Linked DNA regions of Zea mays: regions 2 and 3 are each linked to region 1. The links are chromatin contacts, called in public Hi-C maps. All regions are on one chromosome and are shown on one strand. The core of a region is the stretch at or near the end of the contact, and the rest is flanking DNA. Distances in the headings are between cores, read along the strand shown. Region 1 holds the start of LOC100285963 (peptide-N4-asparagine amidase A). Region 2 holds the start of LOC103634961 (peptide-N4-(N-acetyl-beta-glucosaminyl)asparagine amidase A). Region 3 holds the start of LOC100382428 (Glutathione gamma-glutamylcysteinyltransferase 2).

Region 1 (5,030 bases), core at 1,178-3,677:
AAATAAGTTGTTTGTTTGTTTCTTCACTAGCTTATTTACATTGGATTATATAATCTATATAGATTATAATCCCAAACAAACAGGGCCTTAGTCAGCGGTTTTACAGACGTATAGAATTCATGAACACTTCTACAAATTTCATAAAACAGGTACTGTTAAATAAACATAGCCAGCGGTTTTCTTTACATTTTAGTGCTGCCTGTGTACTAGCTGCATCACGTCACGTCACGTCACATCTTTTCTTAATGAAAAGCTAATTGGCCCACGAAAATGGCCCGTCACCGTGGTATATTTAATAATTGAAGACCGGACGTGGGCCAGGCCGAGCCAAGCCAGTACAGTTTTGTCCACCGGTGCAGCGTTCCATTTACAAATTACACCCTGTCGCTTCCCCGGCCGTTATCCAGCGGCCCGCGCGGCGGAGGCGCCGACAAGGCGCTCGCTGTCGGCGACAAGCGTCAGCGGCCCAGCGTACCGGCGCAGGACGCGTCGCGATGGTCGAAAAGCACGTCGTAACCGACGCTGCTGACGTTCCTCAGGTAGCAGCCGCCGTCGCTGGCGCCGTACTCGTACGTCTGGTGCATCCGCCACGACGCGCCCACCACGGCGTCGTCCCGGAGCGTCACCTCCGCCGCCGCCACCTGCGAGTTCCGCAGCGTGCTCGTGGTCGTGGACGCGGCGCCCTCTCCTCCTGCTCCTCCTCCTCCCCGGGACCGCGTCTCGTCGAACCCGATCTCCACGCGCCGCATCAGCCGCTGCGACGACGTGCCGCTGCCGTCGCCGCCCAGGAAGATGTAGAGCGGGAAGCTCTGGTGCACCTGCGCGGGCGCGGGCCCGCCGCTGACGGCCGTCAGCGCGTCGGTCGTCTGGTTGATCGCCTGCGCGCTGCCCTGCCCGCTCACCACGTTGGTGTTGGAGAAGCTGAGCCGCTGCGCGAACGTGGTGGTGACGTTGCCGCGCGACGAGCTCACCCACCCCGTGGCCGTGATATTGCGGCTCGCCGTCGCCGCGTACTCCCCGTCGACGCCGTCCGCGGAGCGCGACACGATGCTGCCCGCCAGCTTCGGCGCGTGGTACGCGACGAGCCCGCCGCTGGTCCTGGAGCTCTTGGGGTCCAGCCACAGGTGGAGATTGGCGTCCACGTACCACGACCGCTGCGCGTTGGTCACCGCGAACCCGAGCTCGTGCTCCTCGCCGTCCAGGAGGCTGCCGAGGAAGGGCGTGAGCTCGATGTCGTAGGTGGGCATGTTGAAGGAGCCGATGCTGGTGATGGGGCGCCAGATGAGCGGGTTGATGCCGCCGGTGTAGATCACCGGGAACGGCCACACGGCGCCCACCACGGCGCCGTCGAGCAGGACGGTGACCTCGCGGAACGGCCCGTTCTGCTCGGGCGTGTTCATGTACCAGAACTCGTCGGCGTCGTGGGACGAGACGTAGACCTCGAGGACGGCGCGGTACGCGTTGCGCGGCACCGACACGCGCGCGGACTGCACGTCGGTGTCGTTCTGGACGACGAACCACAGCCCGTCGTTGAGCGGCAGGCTCCTGGAGACCGGGACGACGGCATCGGCGGCGGCGGCGGCGGCGGACGGCCGCACGCCGCGGCGGAAGTAGAGGTGGAGCGTGAGGTTGGCGTGGTAGACGCCGTCGTAGGTGTCGTCGATGAGGTTGCCGAGGTAGACAGCGAGCGTGGCGTTGCCGGCCGCGAGGAGGGCCGCGTAGCGGGTGACGTCCTTGGAGACCGACCAGACCACCCCGCCGGGGCGCGGCTCCGCGGTGCTGCCGCGCAGGAGCTCGGCGCCGCCGAGCCACACGCCGAAGGTGCGGTCGTACTGCGCGCCGCGGCACTCGGCGCGCCACTCGAGCACGGCGAGCGAGACCGGCGGCGCGTCGGAGCCGGACAGGCACGGCGGCGGCGAGTAGGCCGCGGTGACGGGCGGCTTGGTGAGCGTGAACGCGAAGGAGTGCGAGAGCAGCAGCGTGGAGCAGGGCCCCGAGCTGCCCCTGGGCGGGCGGAGCGGGCGGTCGACCTCGAAGAAGGTGGTCTTGGACGACGACGACGCCCTGCTGCCGTGTCGCGGCAGCGCGGCCTCCACCGCCGCGATGTCCTTGGCGGAGAAGCGGAGGCCGCGGGGCGAGGGCGAGGCGGCGACCGGGTTGGAGAGCAGAGCCAGGCAGAGGCAGAGGAGGAGTGAGCGGTGGGCAGAGGAAGCCGTCGGCATGGCTAAGCTCACCTCACTTAGCTTGGCTGCTTCAAGTGTGGAAGGCGTTGCATGCCAGTGTCCGCGTGGAAGGCCGAGGATTTAAACCCGGCCGACGAAATTATAAATAAAACAAATAAAATAAATGAAGGCGGATCAATAATATCCATCATTATCTATACTAGGGAGGGGAGGCGGCATAAACAAAGTGTATGTAATGGAGCATGTTGTTGTGAGTGCCGTATAATGGCAACGCAAAGTACTTGGTAGGTACATGAACCATGCGGCTTTTGGGACACTTCGACTTGTCCACTAGTATAACCAACCCATGACGAGCATGCATACCCCCCACCCCTACACACACAAAAGGGAGAAGATTATGGACAGGAAAAGGGCAAGTCCACAAGTTTTATCGTGTGCTTAAAGCACCAGAAAGGGGAGGCATGCAGAAAGTTCCCCGTTTTTATGCAATAACTTATTAAATATAAATATACCGAGATTAAGGATAACAATAACTCTAAATTTTACAATCTAATCGACTAAAATTGATCTATATTTCTATTCATTTTAAAATTAAAAATAATTTAAAGCCATATCAAATTATAAGTAAACATTTAGATCACAATCTATTTCTCTATGAGAGGTCTTTTGAAGAGTCTTTATAGAGCTAATTGAAAATTGAAAATATATATATAAGAGACGAGCTCCGCTCCCTGCGAAGGAACCATCTATAAACGAATCTCTATACATTTTTAATAAAAGAAATTTCTCTATATATAATGTTTCTTAACTGATTTAAAGGTTTAAAACTATATCTACAATTTCTTGAGTCTTTTTGTACCTAGAAAATCGAATCACCGGCCTCCCCCATTGATAAAACCAACATTCCATTACGCATATGCGCGGAATTAAAGCCGGACCAAACAAGTCGGAGAATTATTTATTACAACATCCGTGCGAGTGCGAGGGACCCAAAACAGCTGCATGTGCACTCCCAGGCTCCACTCATTTTGCGTTCGGCATCATCATTGGCACGCAGCACTTGTGTTAATAAACTCGTGGTTGATAAATAATCTGCATTTTATCGTACTACTCCTAACTTGCAACCCACTTAGGGCTTGTTCGGTTAGCTCTCAATCCATGTGGATTGAGCGGGATTGAATGAGTTTGAATCCCAAACAGCTCAAACTTCTTCACAATTTTTTTCAATCTCATCCAATCCATGTGTATTGGGAATAATCGAACAAGCTCTTAAATGACCGAAGTGTAAAAAACACACATAAGAGACGATATTTTAGTGAAGAGTTCTCAGAGTTTAGATATGGTTATATACTTATACTCATACAATCCACGTAAATAAGTCATATCTTAAATATTATAATGAATAAAATACAAGACTTATATACGTTACGTTATAAATAGATTTTTTTAGTTATATAGAATAGTTGAAGAACCACAACATATCATCCAGGCCGTACATATATAATAAGAAAAACTGACTCAGATATGTTCCTGACGGCCGACGAGATAGCTACCACTGCAGGCGCACTGTCGGCCGCTCTCCTCGTCACAAGACCAAACACCAGCTGGCCACGACTCAGCAGCAGTCTCAACATGTGGCGCACTTGGTACTAGTATAGCATTAGCATTAGCAGGTTGTAAAGCTAACGTCAAAGATAAACCTAGAAACTTGATCAATGGATTGATCTCACGTTGGATTGGATTAGTATTTTGCTTCATGATCTAAGGGGCAACATTTTTTTAGTTACAGTCTCTTTTTTTATGGCGTGTAAATAAAATAAAATAAAATAGGTTATGACACGCGAACTAACATTCGCCTGTACTTCCTCGCACCTCTAAACCTAAACGAGACTCGGCGATTGAGTTGAGGCTACCGCTACCATGACCTCCAACCTTAAACTTAAAGTATCGCATTCTAAATGAGAAAGTCCAGGATTAAACAATTAAACTATAGATACTCTCAGCCGCGGCTGCAGATCGAAGCGGTGCAGTGTCCGGCTCATTGCACTAGTACACACAACCTCTATAGTGGCGGTTCTAGAGACGTTTTCACTGGCGCTTTTCAGTGCCGCCAGTGCTAGGGGCCATGTGTCATTTCCACTGGCGGTTATTCTAAAACCGCCAGTGGAAATGCTATTTTCACTGGCGGTTTTCTTAAGCAACCGCCAGTGGAAATGCTATTTTCACTAGCGGTTTTCTTAAGAAAACCACCAGTGGAAATAGCATTTCTACTGGCGGTTTGTTTTATTTAGCCGCCAGTGGAAAGTTTTCCCGCCTTTTTTTAAATTTTCAATCAGTACTGAAATTTATATATATTTACACACACAAAACATATATATATATATATTGATATTGATATTGATAAACATGTAGTATTGATATTAAAAGCAACATGGAATTAAATTCTATCATACATTTATATACATCAAAGTCTTGTTTACAACCATGTATGCATCACACATTATATACATCAAAGTTTTCACTTAAGCTCTAATAACTATCTCGGCTAAGAGATAGTCTACTAATTTCTGTTAGTATTCTAAACTCTGGCAAAGCTAATGTTCCGGAAGCATCGTGATATTTCCCTTCTGCGGGAATGACCTCTTTCAATATGAATGTGCACAGGTCCTCAACTATGCCATACAATGCACCTTCAGTCAAGTTCTCCGGGCTTCCTTGTTGAAATTTCTGTAAAGGAAGTTTATAAACATCATCTATTTATACTCAATAATAACACATTTACATCTTTAATGACATAAATACATACGTGACTATTACTAATAATACCTTGCCAGGGTTCATGATGTA
Region 2 (4,518 bases), core at 1,507-4,006, 140 kb before region 1:
GGCACCCACACGTACCTTATCGACTGCACGCCGTCGTCAACAAGGCCCTTGTGACCATGCTCCGCCACTCCATTGTCGTCCTATGGAGATTATATTCCCTCCTTGAAACTGCCCCCTCGTCCTCAACCTCACGCGCCTTGCAGACGGGTGGCCTCACGCCGTGGGATCGGCTCGACTGTAGCCCGAGTTTCACTTCGACACCATGTCGGACGACTCGCGGACGTCGTGCTCCATCTCATAACAGTGTAATACACATTTGTACATAAGTTATCGTGATATTATATGTCTCTATTGCAATGCACGTACACTCACCTAGTTCAGCTATGAAGGCTAGAGTGAAGATCACAGTTGGTGGTACATGGCAATCAAGGTCCAAGTATGTCTTGACATCAAAAAATAAGTACCACCACACATCTGCAAAGAGCTTTTCGAAAGGAAAAAAACTTCCAAAACACACATCTGCAAAGAGGACAGAGAAGAGCATCAAGAATCTGCTGATGCCTTGAAAGAGATCGAGATCCGGAACAAATCCAATCGATGCGGAATAAGCAATGCTGGCATAAATTAATAGTGTGATCGTGTCAGAATCTTGATTAGTACTAGTATTGCTGCCAGTATAAAATGGTCATCCCTCGTTCTGTCGTGCATCATCCTGTGCAGCTATAGACATGATGGTGATGCAATTGATAGTCACTGATAACAATACCTTGCCACTAGATCCGAATTGGCGTGTTTATAAAGGGACATTCAAGTTTCTTACCTACTTTCTGAAGCACGAGCTGCCAAGCAGCCTTTATTCAAGAAGCAAAGTAAAAAACTGAAACGTGGACGAACTATTCCCTTTCCGTACTTTACAATTTGTTTGCCAGCAACTTTCTTCTTGCTGGCTGATCATTCAACTTCTCGCTGACAGAGCTATATGCTCTTTTTGAACAAGAATCATCGGAGCGGTCGGAAACTATAGTGTAGTTCCTGCTGCTCACATCCCTGAAGTAGCATCCATCAGTTCCCACATACTTATACACCTGATGGGTCTTCCCCAATCCACTGACCACCAAATTCTTCTTCACCCTCATAGTGCCTTGTGCCGACTGTGAATTCCGTAGGGAGCTGTACAAGAAGCCCGGTTTCCCACCGGAGGTCTTCTTCCCATTGATACCAAATTTAACAATTGAATCCAATGAGTACTCATCGTCCGCTTGATCTGAGGTTCCAGTATAAAGGTACAGCGGGAAAACCTCATGGAATTCCTCAGAGAGCAGCACGGCAGAAGCATCCTTGGCAAAAATGCCAGACTTCGCATCGATTGTTTGGTTCACGATCTGCACAGTGCCGTTCTTTCTAAACACATTGATGTTCTCATAGCAGAATCTCTGATTGAAGGTTGTGGTGACCTCCCCGTACGACGATTTCACCCATCCCGTGGCAGAGACGTGCCGACTTGCGCTTGTCACAAACTGCCCGTCTAATCCAGTGAATTCTGAGCTCACATTAAGGTTCAATCCGGATGCCTCATAGCTGAGCAAGCCTCCAGTGGTCTTCTCGCTCTTGTGATCCAGCCACAGATGCAAATTGGCATCAACGTACCACACATCAAGAGCATTTGTCACGCCAAACCCGAAATCATGTTCCTCGCCGTCCAGGAGCTTGCCCAAGAATGGCGTGATGTCAATGTCATATGTCGGGAGATTGAATGAGCCGATTCCTGTGATTGGCCGCCATAGAAGCGGGTTAACACCACCGGTGTAAATCACAGTGAATGGCCAAACAGCGCCGACGACTTCACCATCCACCCTAGCTACGACTTCCCTGAATGCGCCATTGCCGGGGACACTGGACAAGTTGTTCGCCCGAATGTAATCGTTGGGCGGATTGGTATACCAGAACTCGTCGTCGGAATGGAAGGAAACGAACACTTGAAGGACCGCCCTGTAGGTGTTCGACGGAATGGCGAGCTTCTTTGACTGCACATCAGTAGCATTCTGGATGGCGAACCACTGCCCGTCGTTCAAGGGTAAGCTCCTTGAAATGGGCACAATCAGATCAGCCTGCTGCTGCTGCTGCGGTGGCGGCTGCGGCTGCGGATCGGTGCGGAAGTAGAGGTGGAGCGTGAGGTTGGCGTGATAGACGCCGGTGTATGTTTTGTCGATGAGGTTGCCGAGGTACACCGCGACCTCACCGGGCTCCGCGAGGAGGGCGGCGTACCTGGTGACGTCGCGGGACACGGACCAGAGGATGCCGTTGGGACGCGGCTCGGCGGTGCAGCTGCGGAGGAGCTCGGCGCCCGAGAGCCAGACGCCGAAGATGCGGTCGAACTGGCGGCCGCGACAGTCGGCGGCCCACTCGAGCACGGCGAGCGCGAGGGCACCGGCGCCGCCCGCGTCGCCGAGGCAAGCCGGCGGCGCGTAGGCGGCGGTGGCGGGGGGGCGGCCGTATGTGGCGCCGAAGGTAGCCGAGAGGAGAAGCGTGGAGCAAGGCCCCGCGCTGCCGCGCGGAGGGCGGATCGGGCGATCGACCTCGAAGAAGGTGGTCGGCGGCTCCGACGCGTTGAGGGAGGCGACCTGCAAGGACGCGCCGAGGCGATGCCGCATCTGCAGCGCCGCGGCCGCCGTTACGGAGGGGAGGAGGATGGCGATGAGGGCGAGGAGGATGCTCGCGGTAGCGGCGGATGGCGCCATTGTAGAAGCGGTGGGCACGAGGGGCGGTTGGACTGAGAGGAAGAGGAAGCGGAAGTGGACATGCTACCCGGGGGTTTAAACGAGGTGTTCTAGGTGATCTGTTATAATAACTCCCCACTAATGATACGATAAATTTAAAATACAATGAAGTGAGATACAATAAAGTGAGTGGATGTTTGTGTGGCAAAAGTGATCGGAATAACAAGGGAGAGCAAAAGAGAACCATTTTTCGTTCTATAACTTGTGAAGCAACTCAAGAGGAGCAAATAAAGATTGATTTATTTTTTTGAAAAATGAAAGAAAAACTCGTCTTAATATGTTAACAAGGTTGAACATAGAAAAATGTTGATAACTGCAGAAGCTTGGTATGGATTGTAAACAGTATCCTATAGTTCATTTTCAAGAAAGAAAAAAATATACATGAAGTATCATCCTATTTCCTGTTTGTGGCATTAGCACTTCACAAACTAAGGGGGTGTTTGGTTGCTCCTGCTAAAGTTTAGTCCGGGTCACATCAAGCGTTTGACTTTTAAATAGGAGTATGAAATATAGACCCAACCAACTGGACTAGATTCGTCTCGTCTTTTAATCTTCGGCTGACAAATTAGTTTTATAATCCGACTACATTTAATAACCGGAACGGAGGTTCAAATATTCGATGGGACATGAGCTAAATTTTAGCGGGGTGTAACCAAACACCCCCTAAGTTATATCATACCAGCTAGTTCACGGGGGATCATGAATAGCTCTTGCAGTATTCACCGGATATTATTCATGCCAGCTGATCCGTCTCGACAGGCAAAGGAACAAAAATATGCTAGACTTTTAGACCACTCAGATAAGTGACTTAATAAACTTTTATGGTTTCACGAAGAGACCAGGATAATTTGAAATTTGAGAAGATTGATAACATTGATGCCGGTGCTCCAAGATGATCTTTATTTCACACACGCATATATTGTACATAAGTTACAACAATGAACAATCATGTGTCTCTTTACAATAAATTCAGACATCGTTAGAATGTTAAACATTGGAATGGAGGTATTTTTCAAAACAGTGGACATTGGAGAAATGTATTATTCTTTGTGGGTGAGCATTGTACAAATCTGACATCCCTCTTCAGCCAAGCATCAATTCATCTAGAACTTCTCCTAGTCTTTTCAAAGATCTGCTCAGGGATCAGTGTGCCATTGCCATTGGCCTTCTTGATCTCCATGTTATCCTTCTGGTAGAACCCAATGCCTCTCAGAGCATATGTAATGAAGTCATTGAATCCAATGGCGATGGCAGCCTCTACCTTAGCCCCATAAACCAGACTCTGCATTGCAAGACAGGTAGGAAAGTTAGACATCACTCGATAATTTCTAGTTGTGCCTATCAGTTTAGGAAACCAAAATAGTGGGGTATGAACCTTGATTCGGGAGAGATGAACTACACCAAAGCACATCTCCAACATCATCCAAATCTCTTCAAGCATCATACTCTAAGTTAGAAGATTGCAACCAACAACTAAGATCAAGCAATGAAGAAGGCAGCCATAACTCCCACTGTACAATATCCACATTTTGGTATTCAACTATGGACATTATTTATACTACACCACACACACAAAAATCCTATATTCAAGAAAGTATCAAACACCTAACATGAAGCTTCTAATATCACCCCACACACCCAAAGGAGTTGTGTTTGGATAGAAATGCTTGGAAAGAAGCTATCCACGTGCCCGAACCGTGATTAGGCATTTTCTCTTTTAGTTCTCTCAAAAGCTTTTCCCCTCCCCTTTATCTCTCTTTCTCTTTTTGGTGACTTCTTGTTGGGTTTCAAATCTAGCCTA
Region 3 (4,357 bases), core at 1,646-4,145, 160 kb before region 1:
TATTTTGTTTCTAATGGAAGCAACTGGTTTGTGATTAGCTTTCACAACCAAAGTTGTATATGATCCACTTGGCACGTGACTTGGTAGAGATTTAGATCTCCATGCCAACAGGGGCTCTGTCCCCAATCCCCAGCATGCAGCCATTGACCAAGGGTATGTTTGGTTGAGGAGTGAAGGAGAATGGAGTGCCTACATTCCTATTATTTAGATGTTTGGTTTCTAAAAAAATAAGAGCGAAGCGACTCATGGAGTCTCTATATGAAAATTTATCATACATAGTTGGAATGCTCTCGCTCCACAAAAACGATCGGATGCGAGCGCTCTCCCGGACGCGAGCGCTCTCATCCCCCTATATTCATATGACTCTCCAACCAAACAAAGAACAGAGTGGATTCACTCTATTCTACTCTTCAACCAAACAAAAAATAGAACGACTCTATTCTAGTAGCCAAACGCATAATAGAACGGCTCTATTCTCAAAAACTAGAATGGAGCTGAACCATTCTAGTTGCCAAACGCATCCAAACACACCTAAAGACTGTAAAGTGAAACATGCACCATTTTCCAAAGCACAATTGACTAATCAATCCCAATCCTTCACCCTCCACCCGTACTAGGCCAGGGTGGATGAGGGTGAATCGAAAACAGACCCTGCCCACCATAGACCTCTAAAGCCTGACATGACTTCCATGAGAGAAAATAACTGTGCACCTTTTTTTCAGGAAAATACTACTACTATGCGAGGAAGCAAAAGTAAACAAGTAAGCATGCTTTGATTTCGACAACAGACCTCTCGTTTCAGATCATCAGGTAGACTGTCTGTTGAAATAAGAGTCTGAAATTCAGCTTTGAGCTTCTCGTCTTTGATGCCCAACCACGTGTTGGGATGTAAAGCCAGCAGAAGAACAGTTAGAACATCCACGCTTGATGGATATTTGACGGCATTGCTCTTCAAGTTTGAATTGCATGAACTGGCACCAGGTGAAGACATTGGTAAAAGCATATCAACACCTTGTTCACTGCCTTCACATACCACGGAGCCTGAGATAACAGTCTTAAGCCCGTCACCATTCGCTTGGACACATTCAAAGCTTGTTTCTCTGCAGCAGAAGGCATCTCTTGGCACAAGGTTACCTGATAGCATTGCAGCTCCCTGACAGCACACAACGGCTGCAATCCTAGTAAGGGAATCATCTTCGCTCGACGATGAGCAATTATAACATGGTTTATTAGCATACTGCAAATCATGGACTATGGTAAATAGCCTGGTATCACGAACTTGCTTTAGTACATTTTCCTGCAAGTGAACACGAGAAGTGTAAGTGTGTTATATAAGGGAGGAAAAGTCTAACCCAGCATCTGAAAATGAAACAGAAATCAGGAAATGTCACCTTCAAGAAAAGCCTTTCTTTCTCCTCTTTGTTTAAGCTTGGTCCACCCTCCTCTTTTCTCCTGACTTCGACAACCCATTTGATCAAAGATTCAGCGTCAGCTGGAAGAGACTCAATTAAACGGGACAGAAGCGCTGGAACATCGTCTAGGTTCCCTGCCTTCAGAAGACTCGGTAAATCTTCAACACAATATTTTGACATGCGTTTCCAGTTTTCATCTCTGCAACTCTGCAGAAATGAAATTGCTGAGCAAAGAAAACTACATCAAGTACCTCATGTACGCATAATTGACAGATTATTAGTATTTACCACTGTGTACAACAATGAAGGGGCTGCAACCTTTCTTGATATAAGCATGAACCTATCAAACATTAGGATGCCAACATCTTAAAAATGGCATGTTTAAAAGTCAATAAAGACTACTGACCAATTTGATCAAACTGAATTTTTTCTGAATGTATCGAGACGAAACATCAATGAAAATTTCTGAATGCATAGACAAAATGATCAAGGGTGAATGAGAGGAAGATAGGCAAGAGTAGATACCCTCTGAGAAGTCCAGTTGAGTCATCAGTTGTATTCATGGCTTCCCAAAGAAGTTGCAATGGAACCCAATGCGGAGGATATTTGAAACGGGCGACATCCAAGATGAGCACCATATCCTGTCCGGCATGGTAGCCACCAATTGGGGAGAAATGACCAGTTCCAGTCTGCACCATTGCAAAAGGTGCACATCAGTGATGATATATACAAAGATAGTAGTTATATCCAATCTAACCAAATGTGTACATGAAGATTAATTGGTGGTAGTACTGTAGTGCAAGTAATCAGAAGAGCGTGACTAGGAGAATTCGCCGGTGGCCCAGTGGGAATGGAAAATCTAGGGGGGGACGTAACCTGTCCGAAAGGCCGCCTGTGGTAGGAGGCGATCAGATGGCAGTCCTGCGAGGAGACGCATCGGATGAGATGCCGCCGTAGGTCGTGGATGGTAACCCGGTTGGTGCGGAAGGATTGGACGTCGGCTCCGGAGCAGTGCGCGAGACAGGCGACCTTGCCGAAGGTGATGCCCTCGGCCTTGACCTTATCGAGGGGCTCGCAGCAGTCGAGCATGGACTCGTCGAACCACCGCCAGGGCCCCTTCCAGCGGCGGCCCGGGTCGATGGCGAGCGCGTTGAGCACGACGGCAAGGGAGGCCAGGCCGCAGAAGGCCGGCTCCGACTGCGTCTGGAAGACGGAGACCAGGGGGAAGAAACCCTCCATGGTGCCCGCCGCCAGGGCCTCCGCGAATAGGCGCTTGCCCTCCGGCGAAGCGAAGTCCACCGCCGGCGGCGACGGGAGGACCCGCCTGTACAGCGACGCCACGGCCGCCGCCATCCTGGACCTGGACTGCTCGCTTCCTCCTCGACTGCGCTGTTGGCTTTCGCGTGCTGATCTAGTTCCTCCGCGTGAACACAGCGGCGATCGAGCCAGCGAAGGGTGCCTCCTTTCCTCTGCGATGCTCTCTCACTTTCGTTTCGAATCTCTGCAGACGACGACGGGCACGATGGACGAGAGCCCACAGAACCCGGCCAGGAGTCAAACAATGCTAAATCCCATTGCGTAGTTTCGAATATCTGCAGACGACGACGGCCACGATGGACGAGTGAAAAAAGTTTCCATGCAGCAGAAAAGTGACAGAAAGAAAACTGATTTTAAACTTTTTCCTTTTCTTTTCTTGCCGAAATCACGAACTGTCAACGGTCTATTGGCAAGCCCATACGATGAATCCTCTCTATAAAAAAATAAATTTAATATTAAAGTGGATATATGACTCGTACGCTTTCAATGTGTATAAATTAATGTTTTGCATCAATAACAAATAACGTACATTATAATTTAAGCAAAACGGGTTTATCCCATGAGAAATAGGGATCGGAAGTAATTTCTTCCCCAAGCATTTGTGGGATCTATATAAAGAAATTTTTCTGTCATGAGAATGAAGATATAAAGTTATTCCTCGACGGAGAATTCTCTATTAACATCCCTAATTAAATATAGTCTAATTACAAAACTAATTATATAGGTAATGACTAAACAATAAGACGAATATATTAAATCTAATTAGTTTATGGTTCGTCTTTACGATGCTACAATATTTATTGGCTAATCATAAATTAATTAGGCTTAGGTCTTGTTTAAATAGACTAGAGATAATAGATAGTTGCTAAAATTAGATGAAGACATCTAACAATATAGACGATTGTTTAGCTTTTTGCTACTTTTAGCAAAAATTAGCTAATAGTTAGCTTGTTATTTGTCAGCTAGCTAATTTTATAAACAAAATTTTTAGATAACTAATTATTAACTCTAGTACATTCAAACACACGTCTAATAAATTTATGCTAAAATATAATATAGATTAAACTTTAGCCTCTCAAATAAAATACATCTCATATCTTAAATATATCACATCAATCTTGACCCAACATCGTGTCAATTCTCATTTCCCTTGCCAGGCTTGCGCTGCAGCCTGCAACTGCAACCTGCTGCACTGCAGGTCAGCGGCCCTGGCCTGCCTCCGCGGGCGGCGGGCGCACGGGTGAGCACGTGCTGGCTGCTGCATCCTGCCGCCGTGCCCTTTTGCCGCCTACGCTGCTGCCTTCAAATGATCAAATCCGCCCTGTTGAGCAGAGGATGGCGACGGGTGAATATGTGTCGGGTAGTACTATTCGGTACCTATATGTATTAAAAAAATCTCTCCATTATATTACTTAAGCTATCTGCACTCATACTACTCTAAATTTCTACCCTAAAAAGAATATTCTGTCCTGATCAGCACTCTATACCACAATCCCCCGCATTCATATTCACTCTATATTCCAACCCTATACCAACTACCGTATATTATATTATATTTTTCCCACTCCGCGTGCATGCATGTGCTGTGAACGGCCGCGTGCATGCATGTGGGCCCGCCTCCCCACCTC

What was found. Hi-C and Micro-C count contacts between places; a contact is called where the count stands out from the background.
Region 2: a Hi-C map of leaf shows a contact between it and region 1, with 7 times the contacts expected there. The contact joins the promoter of LOC103634961 here to the promoter of LOC100285963 in region 1. A contact is called at or near these places in 10 of 25 Hi-C or Micro-C datasets (bundle sheath, ear, endosperm and 4 more) and 1 of 3 datasets of contacts at active chromatin or transcription factors (leaf).
Region 3: a Hi-C map of tassel shows a contact between it and region 1, with 1.9 times the contacts expected there. The contact joins the promoter of LOC100382428 here to the promoter of LOC100285963 in region 1. A contact is called at or near these places in 3 of 25 Hi-C or Micro-C datasets (ear, leaf and tassel).

Annotation. Positions count from the first base shown.
Region 1 is chr8:24,573,178-24,578,207 of Zm-B73-REFERENCE-NAM-5.0, forward strand. It overlaps LOC100285963 (peptide-N4-asparagine amidase A), which reads right to left and starts at 2,428. Exons shown (of 1, transcript NM_001158852.2): 1 at 137-2,428. The coding sequence starts at 2,222. The coding sequence ends at 459.
Region 2 is chr8:24,434,517-24,439,034 of Zm-B73-REFERENCE-NAM-5.0, forward strand. It overlaps LOC103634961 (peptide-N4-(N-acetyl-beta-glucosaminyl)asparagine amidase A), which reads right to left and starts at 2,757. Exons shown (of 1, transcript XM_008657534.4): 1 at 539-2,757. The coding sequence starts at 2,678. The coding sequence ends at 852. It also overlaps the pseudogene LOC100193238.
Region 3 is chr8:24,408,287-24,412,643 of Zm-B73-REFERENCE-NAM-5.0, forward strand. LOC100382428 (Glutathione gamma-glutamylcysteinyltransferase 2) reads right to left here and starts at 2,896. Exons shown (of 6, transcript NM_001175170.1): 1 at 2,289-2,896; 2 at 1,938-2,101; 3 at 1,701-1,752; 4 at 1,392-1,619; 5 at 791-1,297. The coding sequence starts at 2,765.